Regions from separate parts of the Sus scrofa genome. Here regions 2 and 3 are each linked to region 1. Evidence: chromatin contacts called from public Hi-C and HiChIP or PLAC-seq data. All regions are on one chromosome and are shown on one strand. The core of a region is the stretch at or near the end of the contact, and the rest is flanking DNA. Distances in the headings are between cores, read along the strand shown. Region 1 has its middle 29 kb from the start of LTBR. Region 2 holds the start of GAPDH (glyceraldehyde-3-phosphate dehydrogenase). Region 3 holds the start of TNFRSF1A (TNF receptor superfamily member 1A).

Evidence for each region. A called contact is a pair of places that touch in the nucleus more often than the background predicts. HiChIP or PLAC-seq counts read pairs in DNA pulled down with a chosen protein or histone mark.
Region 2: a contact with region 1 is called in a Hi-C map of liver, with 5 times the contacts expected there. The contact joins the promoter of GAPDH here to the enhancer-like site in region 1. A contact is called at or near these places in 6 of 47 Hi-C or Micro-C datasets (alveolar macrophages, blood, embryonic fibroblasts and 1 more) and 1 of 2 datasets of contacts at active chromatin or transcription factors (alveolar macrophages).
Region 3: an H3K27ac HiChIP or PLAC-seq map of alveolar macrophages shows a contact between it and region 1. The contact joins the promoter of TNFRSF1A here to the enhancer-like site in region 1. A contact is called at or near these places in 2 of 5 promoter capture datasets (fetal liver and liver), 14 of 47 Hi-C or Micro-C datasets (adipose tissue, blood, embryonic fibroblasts and 8 more) and 2 of 2 datasets of contacts at active chromatin or transcription factors (alveolar macrophages and skeletal muscle).

The regions. Positions count from the first base shown.
Region 1 is chr5:64,247,556-64,251,318 of Sscrofa11.1, reverse strand. No RefSeq gene overlaps it. Among named protein-coding and RNA genes, the nearest start is that of LTBR, 29 kb to the left of the region's middle. Within about 2 kb of position 1,603, at least 44 of the 83 cell types and tissues checked have an H3K27ac peak or open chromatin away from gene starts, as enhancers often do. A contact at or near this core is called in adipose tissue, alveolar macrophages, fetal liver and 5 more, where this site is marked.
Region 2 is chr5:64,131,936-64,135,698 of Sscrofa11.1, reverse strand. It overlaps GAPDH (glyceraldehyde-3-phosphate dehydrogenase), which reads left to right and starts at 1,679. Exons shown (of 12, transcript NM_001206359.1): 1 at 1,679-1,760; 2 at 2,034-2,074. The coding sequence starts at 2,052. LOC110260753 (a long non-coding RNA gene) reads right to left here and starts at 818. Exons shown (of 3, transcript XR_002344125.1): 1 at 492-818.
Region 3 is chr5:64,317,403-64,321,165 of Sscrofa11.1, reverse strand. It overlaps TNFRSF1A (TNF receptor superfamily member 1A), which reads right to left and starts at 1,817. Exons shown (of 10, transcript NM_213969.1): 1 at 1,779-1,817. The coding sequence starts at 1,817.

The DNA of each region.
Region 1 (3,763 bases), core at 354-2,853:
AACGGCATGTCCTACTTTAATGAGCCCCTTAAATTCCCAGAGTGAGTTCCACATGGCTGTGCCCCATACAGGCATCCCCTTATTGGTCCAATCTTCCACTGCCCATTTACCTTGACCATATGGCCAAGCCATTGGCTTCTGCCCATGAGTCTCTAAGAAGCCAAACATAGGGGCTTTTTACTATTGTACATACAATTCTTTCATCACCGATAGAAAACAGCATGCACTTCAGCCCAGTAAGAGATGATCTTCTTCAATCGGTCTTTCCATCCCACAGTCTTAATGTGGCCTTCCAAACAGAATACTCCCATTCATCTTGGAACTATCATTAACATCAATTTTCATCCAAACTTCCACCTTAATTCCATCAACCATTTCATCTGCATATCCTCCTAATCCAATCCTAGCCCTGTTACGACTTCACCAACAGGTTTGAAATGTCAGTGCATTGGGCTCTCCTGTCAAGGAGTCCCAGAAAAGTCTCTTCCCTTCTCCCTTAATCACTTTATCCACTCATGGGCATATAGTCTTTTGTCCCCAGTTGGAAGTGGGGCCAAGAAGACTCTCATCTGTCCATCAATCTTGACTTTGACTAAGCTAACCATTGCCCCACACAGTTATCATAATCTTGCTTTCCACCTTTCAAAACTCCTACAAAATGGAGTAAACGGAACAAACTAATTTAGGGCCTTTTAATGTTGGGGGACCAACAGGGGATCCCATTTGTCCACCCAACCTTCAACAGAGTTTATCAACAGCTATGTTTCAACAGCATCAAAAGTCTGCCATTCACCTCATTTCTCGATAAACATCTAAAGATTTCTCTCCTGCTGGGACTGCCCCCGCTGCTCCCCTCTGTCTCATCCCATTTTCTTGTTTATTACTATCAGTAAGAACCACCAAGGAAGGTGAGACAGAGAACCTGGGACCTCTGGGACTATTGTGCAGATTTGCAGCAATAGGGTTACATGAGGTGTCCATATCCATTTAATCACAGCATTTCCTATGACTTGGGTAATGGGCATGTTCAGCAGGTGAATATCCAGGTCTTCCTAGAGCCTGTCCCGCAGGCCTTGTGTATGAAGCACAGAGGCTGCTTCATCTGGGGTGGTCCACTTGGCATTTATAGGGGGAGTTGGGTAGCCCCTCTTCTCAGGATAAACATACTCTACAGTGGCTTTCATCCAGCCGTCTGTGATTCTTCGGTAGTGGTCCTGGTTCAACCCAAACACACTCCTCCACTCTGCAGCCTCAAAACCAAAGACACAGACCCCAAATTAATATTTTCGCAATCCATCTCAGTAAAGTTCTTCAGGAAGCTGACGATACCAGTCTACGAAATGAGGCGATTCCTTCACCCTGGTTTCAGTAGCTTCTTGGTTTTGTCCTCCACCCATGTTGACTACCCTCTCGGTAAACAGAGGCCTGACAGTGCTCTCTGTTGTCCTGGCGTAACTTTTCCCTTTGGGAGCAACTTTGAGGCTGGCAGCCAAAGCTCAGACTGATCTCAGTCAGCTTCAACCAGCATCAAGGGCCAAGCAGGCTCTTTTACTTTCACTTTCGCTATTTCAGACAAAAATAACCAAGGGACTATGTATTTAGCATGCCTCATTATTTTGCATTTTCTTATATACCCAATAAGCTACCTCCTCGGGCATGGAGTCCGCCGCCACTTCTAAAACCCACTGGTCACTGATGATAGCACAGCTGCAGTTTCAGGCCATGCCCGTGCGTGACTAGATAGCCATCAGGGATCAAGGTTCCTCATCCCCCGTCCTTTCATACTTTCTCTTTCCCAGACCACAAGCTTCCGTGAGCCAGGGCTGCTTTAGCAAATCCCACTTCTCTGAAGCAATTAATAGTATCTGTTTCTATTCATAACGCTTGTGAGACCAATTGTGTGGGTTTTCCACAGCAAGAAATCCTCCTGTTCTCTGCAGACACCTAGTGGGTGTGCTACAATTTTATTCAGTTTTGACACCAAGTACCCAGGTTACCCACACTTCTGTCCAACATGGCTACAAATCAGTGTTCCCAAAACACCCTCCTCAGTTTGAATAATTCACTATAATAACTTACAGAACTCAGGGAAACACTTTGTTTGCTACTATACACTTATTATAAAAGATATTATGAAGGATACAAATGAGCAGCCAGATAAAGAGGTACATAGAGGAGTTCCCATTGTGGATCAGTGGGTTAAGAACCTTGCTAGTATCCATAAGGATGCGGGTTCAATCCCTGACCTCGCTCAGTGGGTTAAGGATCTGGCATTGCCTCAAGCTGTGGTGTAGGTCACAGACGTAGCTTGGATCTGGTATTGCCGTGGCTGTGGTGTAGATTGGCAGCTGCAGCTCCACTTCGATCCCTGGCCTGGGAACTTCCATGTGCCACAGGTGCAGCCCTAAAAGAAAAACAAACAAAAAAAAGATACATAGAACAAGATCTGGAAGAGTCCAGATAACAGGAGCTGCTTGCTGTCCCCAGGGAGCCTGGGGAGCAACTCCCCTCCCCCAGCTTGCAGACATGTTCACCAGCCTGGAAGTTTGCCGAACCCCATAGCTTAGGGATTTTTATGGAGGCCTCCTCATGTAAGCATGATCAATTATTACCTCAATCTCCAGCCCCTCTCCACTTCCTGGAGGATGGGTGGGTAAGGCTGAAAGTTCCAAGCTTCTAATCATGGCTCAGTCTTTCTGGTGACCAGTTCCCATCCTGAAGTCATCCGAGCCCACCCAGAGTCTCCTCTTTAAAACAAATGACCCTCTTATCACCTAAGAAATCCCAGGTTTTCAGAGCCCTGTCAGGAACCAGAGTCAAAGACCAAACCTAGAACAAAAGATTCTCCTAGCAGCCCTACCACTCAGGAAATTACAGTTTGAGGAGCTCTATGGCAGGAACTGGGACATAGACCAAATACATATGTCTTACTATGTCACAGGAAGAGAGAGAGGACATCCTGTCTTATTCCCGGTCTTTACTCTGTTGCCACCATTAGGTTTGATACTACCTGTGGGTTGTTCATAGATATTCTTTATTAGGTTAAGGAAGTTCCACTCTATTCTTGGTTTTCTGGAAGTTTTTTTTTTTTTATCGTAATAGATTTAAATTTTATCAAATGCCTTTCAGCATCTACTGAGATGATTTTATGGCTTTTCCTATTCCATCAATGTGATGTATTACATTGATTTTTGGATATTTAACCAAATATATTATCCTTTTGCATATTACTGGATTTGATTGTTGATATTTTGTTGAAGAATTCCGCCTCTATGTTTATGAGGAATACTGGTGTCTTTAGTTTCTTTTTTTGTCATATCTTTGCCTGGCTTGGTATTATGGTAATGCCAGTTGTTTTTGTTTGTTTGTTTGTCTTTTGTCTTTTTTTTTTTTTTTTTTTTTTTTTTGCTATTTCTTGGGCCGCTCCCTCGGCATATGGAGGTTCCCAGGCTAGGGGTCCAATCGGAGCTGTAGTCGCCGGCCTACGCCAGAGCCACAGCAACGCGGGATCCGAGCCGCGTCTGCAACCTACACCACAGCTCACGGCAATGCCAGATCCTTAACCCACTGATCAAGGGCAGGGACGGAACCCGAAACCTCATGGTTCCTAGTCGGATTCGTTAACCACTGCGCCACGACGGGAACTCCTGTCTTTTGTCTTTTCAGGTCTGCACCCGAGGTATATGGAGGTTCCCAGGCTAGGGACCTATTCCAGAGCCACAGAAACGCCAGATCCAAGCTGTGTCTGTGACCTACACCACAG
Region 2 (3,763 bases), core at 430-2,929, 120 kb after region 1:
TCCTAAGGCCCTTGCCAGGGAGAGTATATGATCCTGGTGCTCCACTTCCCCAGCAGATTCCTCAGTGCCCAGCATCCCGCCTCCCTCACCGTTAAGTGCCCTCAGTCCCTGCTCTTGCCGCTCTTGAAAAGCCTGGGCACCGACTGTGCACATGGCTGCCAGCAACAGCCAGCCTTGGATCTGGGGCCCCAAGGAAGGAGGGCAGTCCCAGAAAGGGAAGGGACAGGACAGGCTTGAGTCGGGGTGCGGGGCAGCGTGCTCTCTGCCTTTTAAGCAAAGGTTATCATCCTGCGGGCTAAACTTAGCCACAGGCTTTTCAGCTGGAAAAGGGGGCTGGTCTCAGGTTACGCTGGGCCAGCAAAGAGGCCCCAATTCCTTCCACCAGCACCTGCTAATGGGCAACGTCCATTCCACCCTCCCCCCACCTTCCCTGAACCTTCAACACTTCAAGTCCTCAGAACCAACCCATCTTTCATCCTCTGCTCACAAACCTGGCCCAGCCCCAGCTTCTGAGGGACTGGTCTTGGAGAAGAATGGATTTCCTCCTCCACATCACGTCTGGGAAGGGGCTAGGGGCCCTTGTCCCCACCCTGTGTCCAAGACCTCCCAATCTTTTCCCTCTTATGGACACCTCACCCTGCCCCCAACATCCCCTGGGCGCAGCCAGTGAAAGGGAGGCCCTGACTGCAGGGCTGGCCTGCACGTCCCAGGATGGGGAGGGACTTCCGCTCTCACGTCCTGCTCTGCCCAGGGCTGGATGGGGTGAAAGGGACATTGTCTCCCAGCCCGGGCCGCTCAGCCCTCAAATTTCCCAGGAGCAACTTTGTGGGAGACCTCTGAGCCTCTACCTGGCCAGCCCCCCAAAGCGATCCTGTCCCCTCGCTGAGGCCCCAGCCAGCCAGGGCCTGGGGGAGAGCAGCTGGTGCACACAGGTCCTGGTTTGTCTGCTCGATTCTCAGATGTCCAGGCTGCCTGTCCTGCAGGGCATCGTGACCTTCAGTGCAGAAACTTCCCTCTCAGGCCTCCTTCCGAGCCTCCTTCCTCTCCAGGCCTCCCACTGGCCAGGGCCAGCCGCGGTCCCCAGCCCGGGGAGGCCAGGAGCCAAGAGAAGGGGAGGGGGGAAAGGGGAAGGGGGCTGGAGAGGGCCTTGCTGGAGGCCCCTCCCGGGCCTTTTCCTCTGTAGTTCCTGGGTCACTACCGAAGAGCCTCGAGAAGTTCCTCAATCTTCCCGCTTCTCAGCTTTTGAAGGGGGGGGGGTAGGGGAGACTGCAGCCGCGAGCTGCGAGCCGCGCCCCCAACCCCGGGTTCCGCTCCAATTTCCCATCCCACTGGCTCCCCATATCCTCCCGTTACATCCCTGCAGCAACTTTAACGTCCCTGGCTCCTTGGGTGTCCTCAGTTTTCGCCAGGGCCCCCTCCTCCTAGTCCACTGCCCCCTGCAGTACAACCCCAACCGGGCCAGGCAGCATCACCGGTCCCCTCCCCCTCTCCGTCCTCAGCCCACTTGTGTGGCGCGTGCACATTGGCAGAACCAGGCGGGTCCAAAGGAAAAAAAAAGAAGAAGTGGGGGTCGGCTACTCGCGACTTTACGGGCGCACGTAGCTCAGGCCTCCGCTGCTGGAGCTAGGACTGGGCGAGGCGAGCCCACGTCACCCCGCCCCCGCCCCGCCCCCTGCCCTATAAATTCCGGCTGCAGCCTTCCCCTGCGCTCTCTGCTCCTCCCCGTTCGACAGACAGCCGTGTGTTCCGTGCATTGCCAGGTAAAGCCTGGCGGAGTGGAGCCACAAGGGTTCGAGGACTGGTCCGAAAGGGACCGGGGGCCGTGCGCGGTCTGGGAGTGTGGGTGCGGGGCCCCGGCTGGAGCCGGAGTTGTGGCTGCGCCGGGCCGGGCCCCTGCATTGCGGGTTGAGGGGGAGGAAGGACGTGCAGAAGAGCAGAGCGAGGATGGAGGCCTGGGGGAGGGGCGGGGAGGGCACCGTCGGGCTCCAGCCGCTTTGCCCCGCGATCTAATGTTCTCTTTCCTCTGCCGGCAGCCGCGTCCCTGAGACACGATGGTGAAGGTCGGAGTGAACGGGTGAGTTAGGGGGTGGGGCAGGGTGGGGCAGTAAGTACTGCAGCCCCCACCAAATTGCGTCCGCAGGTCTCGCCCTACCGGGTCTGTGCAAGCATGTGGGGGACTTGGATGGGGTGGTCGTACCCCACCCCCAAGGAGAACTCAAGGTCAGCGCTCGGACCTGGAGGAGGCCCTCGCAAGGCCTCGTGTCCCCCATCCCTGGCTGTTGCGCGTTCTGTAACTCCGCCTCTGCGGAGCCTTCCTCTTCACCTGCCGCAGATACACAGCCCTGGAGTCTCCAATTCTTGCTTTGGCCCCATCCCCTAATCCCCCAGCTGGGGCTCTTTCTTTCCTTTCGCGCCCTGCGGGGTCACGTGAAGGGGAGGAGCCCATCCCCCCAGCCGCAACCAGTGCCCCCAGCCGGGCAGCCCCGGGATGCAGGAGGCACAGCTGCTGTGCAGAACCAGCTGGGAGGGGGCATCTGCGGTAACCTAGCCGCCATGTTGCAACTAGGAAGGAAATGAATGAACCGCCGTTAGGAAATCTTCCTGAGTCCTTCAATCTTTCTCCTTACTTGCCCATGACTAAGCCTTCTACCCCTGCCTCGTGGGGTGGAGTCTCCTTTATCCGGTAACCCAGGTCCGGCCACGCTTTCCCCTTCTTAGTCAGCTGGACCTCAGCTCTTAGCAAACTAACCCTAGAGCATCCCTTCAAGCCCCAGCCAGATTCCCCCCCCCGGGGATGAGGGGATGCTTTTTCTGGATGGTTCTCTGATGAATCAAAAACGGGGCTTTATGGGGGTGGTCTTGGGTTGTTTCCGGGTTGTTTCCCTTCTCTTTCTCCGGAGAGGTGTGGTAGCGTTGGCTTGGTGCCATGCCGGGGGAGCTGAGTCATGGGTACTTAGAAATTTTCCACAAAATGGCTCCCGGAGCCGGCGGAGCCGCAGCCCCTGTCTCTGCATCAGTGCTCCTTGAAGCTGCTTCCTTCCATCCATGCCTAGGGTTGACCCCACCCTAAAGGCCAAGCTGTAAAGGTCACCAGGAGGATTAGATGTCCGTGAGCCTCGGGAATCCTGCCCTTCTCCCCATCCCCTCTTCCAGAAACCAGATCCCCACTCCACCCTAAGCTGGGGTTAAATATAGCTGCCTGACCTTTCTGCAGCTGGGGGCCTGGGCTTCTCCCTCTCCTTCCCCCCCGCTCCCCACACGTCTATTGCTCCCACTCCTGATTTTGGGAAAAGAGCTAACAAAGACAGGTTCCTAACAAATCAGAAGCCCGGGATTCTGGGTTTGAGAAACGGCTTTCCCTTTTGTAGGAGGGACTTGGGGAAGGGGGGGGGTTTCCCTGGCCAGTTAACTTCTGACCTTTGCTCTTGCCCTTTGAGCTGGGTGATGCCAAGTGTGCAAGATTTTGCTCCCTAGAGGGTGTGGCCTGAAGCTGGCCAGATAGGAACAAGCATTTACCGACAGTGGGCCTGAGGAATGCCATGTGCCGGCCATGTGCCCAGACTGTAGGTGGCAGCAGCAGTGCACCACCCTGTCACCCCTTAACAGATTTCAGATGACCAGGGGGTGTGGGCCTGTCTCGGAGCTTCATCACCTCTTGGGCAGGATGGGAGCTTTTCACTTTGTGGCTGTGCTGGGAAGCCAGGCTGGTCTGGCAGGGTTGTGCGAGGAGGAGGAAATGAGATCTCCTGGTAGGAAAGTGCCC
Region 3 (3,763 bases), core at 568-3,067, 70 kb before region 1:
ACAGCCTTCCCTGTGCTGCCCATTGAATGGCGGGCAGCTGGAAAGCCCGTGGACACTCTTATCAGGACTTCCACACCGCCTGCTTCCCCTCCAGCTCCAGGCTGACCTTGGTCCCCTAGCGTCACACCTGACCTGGGCTGGATTGGCCCCAGTCCCAGGCACATTCCTTTATCTGCTCGGGCTCCCTGTACCTCTGTTTTCCAAATGCAGTAGCCACTGAGTAATTACCGCCATTACCGACTGCTTTCTGTTTGCTATACCCTGGTTCCTCCACTGGAATGTAGGCTGCACAAAGACAGAGATTTTGTTCCCTGCTGTAATCCCGGCATCTAAAACAGAGTCTAGCCCAGCGCAGGCATGAATAAATGGAATACTTAAAACCTATCCATCTAGCATCTTTAAAACAACATTATTAGGGAATGACTCTTAGGCCCATCTTGAGATAAAGAAACGAGGCAGGGTTACGTAAGCTGCTCAAGTCCAGGCAGCTGGTACCTGAGGGAGCCAGGACTCGATCAGGTGATTTATCCCCAAGGGTGAAGAGGAGAAGGCAGGGCCGCTGGATGAGGGCAGAGAGGAGCCTTGAGGGAAGGGAAAGATGGGCCTGGGGAGACAGAATGTGGGAGATTCAAGAGGGAGAAGACGAGGGAGGGAGGTGCCGCGGGGGAATTAGGATCTAGAAACATGGACTAGAAGAGGGAGAGGGAGAGCGGGAGAGAAAAGATTCCAAAAGGAGACTCACTCGGAGAAGTCTTCCGGAAGACTTGACAGAAGGGGAGGGAATGATGGGAAGACAGTGTAAGACCCTTGGGGAGGGGCAGGGGTTTGGGGAGAGAGGTCAGGGAGAGGAGGGGGGATCGCGGTGGGGCGTGGCCCTGGAGCCCCCCGGAAGGGCAGGGAGCCTGAAGCTTGAGGCCAGCCTAACCCACCCAACCAGGTGGGGGCCAGGGGCTGGGGTCTCGGCCCAGGGTGACTCCAGGGGGTGGAGGGATCAGGAATACACTGAAACAAGCCTCAGGCAACAGAAAAGGGACATTTTTCAGTGACGAAAACAACTGTCTACCAACTTCCCCAAACTGAGCCATAGAAGAAGAAAGCCAGCAAAGGGCTGTTTGGGTCTGTGGGAGGGGGCCGGGGGCAGGCCCAAGGGCTCCGAGGCCACAGACGAGGGTCAATCCGACAGACCCAGCCGACAGCCCCAGGTGAAGAAGGCCCCCCAGGTGGGAGGCCTGGGCCTGGGGAGGCCACTGGGTCGTGGCCCCGATCCCCGTACCCCCTTCCCTCCCAAACGCTCCCAACACACAGCCTCCCAAGCCAGCCCTCAGCCCTGGCCTCTCCCGGACTCAGTTTCCCCACCTCACTAGATCCGGCCCCTGCCGTCCAGCAGTGTCCTGGCACCCCTCGGTGGCCTCACCTCTCCGGCCCATCACACTGGCCCAAAGGACAGGATCCTGAGCCACTGGGACTCGGAAAGGACTCTTTCTCCCACTCCTTCCCATTTCCTAACAAAGTGCCCCACCCGCGACCAGGAGGGTCACCCTCCCCCACACCCCGGGCACCCCCAGCCCCTACAGTCGTCTTTGGCTGTCCCTGCCCGCCCGGGCTCCCTTTCCCTCCCTGCCTTTCAAACGTCTCCCCTGGTCCCCGACAGGCGCGGCGGATGAATGGGGCAGTGTTTGAGATCAGGCCGCGCAGGCCTGAGGCTGGGGCCTGGCTCTCTCCTGCCGCAGGCGGCCTCCTCACCCGCCAGCCCCCTCGGCCCTCCGTCCCAGTCTCACCAGTGGCAGCAGCAGGCCAGGGACGGTGGGGAGGCCCATGTCCGGCCAGCTGTGTCCTCTCACTCCCCCATCAGGGCTCAGGCAGTGGCGACAGTGACGGCGGACCGAGGCGACAGTCGATACCGTCCCAGGAGGAGCAGGGTCCGGAGGTCCCAAGTGGAGCCGGAGGGTTGGGCGAGGGAGCTGAGGGTTGAGCCTGGGGCAGAGAATCACGGCCTGGTCCCGGGGAACCTCAAACCCGGAAGGCCAGTTTTGGAGCCAGAGTTCGGAGAACTCAGAAAAGTCAAGCCGAGAGGAGGAGAGAGGAGGTGGGAGGGGAAGGGAGAGCGCAGAGGGGGTGTTGTAACTTCAGGACAGGAAGAGCCGGGGGTGGAGGCGGGAGGAGGCGGGAGGAGGGGGCTGAGGCTCCTTAACCCTTTGTGGCCAGTCAGAGAGCCCGTGCTGGCTCAGCTGCCACGTGCTGACCGCTCCCAACCAAACACAGAGGCGGGCCAGCCCCCTCCCTCCTCATCCCCATCGCCGGGCCTTCCCAGGGACACAGCTAGAGGAGAGCCCAGGGCTTTGGAGTCAGATTTACTGGGTTTCAGCACAGAACGCTTTTGTTTTTTTAGCTGTGTGATTTCTAACTCTCAGAGCCAGTGTTCCAATTTGCAAAACGGGGAGACCCTCTCTTTTTTAAGAGTTTATTTAAGAGTTTTTTATTTAAGAGTTTTTTAAGAGTTTTAAGAGTTTATTGAGACCAGACAGGTTTATTAAGCATCTGATGCTGGACCAGTCCTAAGTGCTCCTTCGAGTCTCTCCCCTTTTCCCCAAAGTTCTCTACTGACACCCTAATCTCTCGCCTTCTTGGGAATTTTCCCCTCCAACCAGAACCTCAGAGTAATTCTAGCCCTGACCCGGGCCCTGACCCCCTCCTCCACCCACAGTTCTCAGTCCAGTCCCTGCTCTGCTGGGGCTGGGCCCCCAGCTGCTGACCCTGGCTCTGCTTTCCCAGAAACCTCAGTTATTACTTTTTAATTTTTTTAATTTTAATTTTTATTTTTTTTCTTTTTGTCTTTCTAGGGCCTCACCCAAGGCATATGGAGGTTCCCAGGCTAGGGGTCGAATGAGAGCTGTAGCCACCAACCTACGCCAGAGCCACAGCAACTCGGGATCCGAGGTGCATCTGCGACCTACACCACAGCTCACAGCAACGCTGGCTCCTTAATCCACTGATTTCTACTGATCGAGGCCAGGGATCGAACCCGAAACCTCATGGTTCCTAGTCGGATTCGTTAACCACTGTGCCATGAAGGGAACTCAGAGACCTCAGTTATTAAATGACAGTGACAGTGCCTGTCACTGTCAGGGAAGGTGATGTCATGAGGCTTAATGAAATCACATCTATGATAATGCTGTGGAATTAGCTCCCTATTTCACAGATGAGAAAACCAAGGCCCAGAGATAAGCAGGCCAGGTGTCCTGCAGAGCCAGCCTAGCTCACAGACTCCTGACTTCAGCCCAAACCCTACCACAAATAGTTGCCACTTTTCTATCAGTCCTTTTGTGTCAGAGCTCACACCCTGACCCTTGGGGTATTTTATGCCACTCCTATCTGTGCAGGGCAGCTCCCAAATGAATCCCATGACAAAGGTACAAAATTCATCCAAATAGTCTCCAGGCACAATGACCTTCCCTGTATCAGTCCAGGCCCAGGGTCCTTCAGCCACTGAAGTTGCTAGAAATGCAGGAGGGCCAGACAGGCGTGAGGTCCTAGGGCTTTGTGACTTGGCATCAGAGTTTCTCATCCGTCTCTGGATCCACCAGAGGAGCCCCCACCCTGGAATCCACTCTCGCCTTTCCTGACCTCCTTTCCCACTCAGGGGCAGAGCATCTGGAAATGTACATGGAGCTTGATGCCCCCACCTCTGGCTGACTTCATTCCATCCTCCAGGCTCTGAGCAACAGGAGGGTTCAGTAAAGCTGGACTCATAGATGGAGGAGGT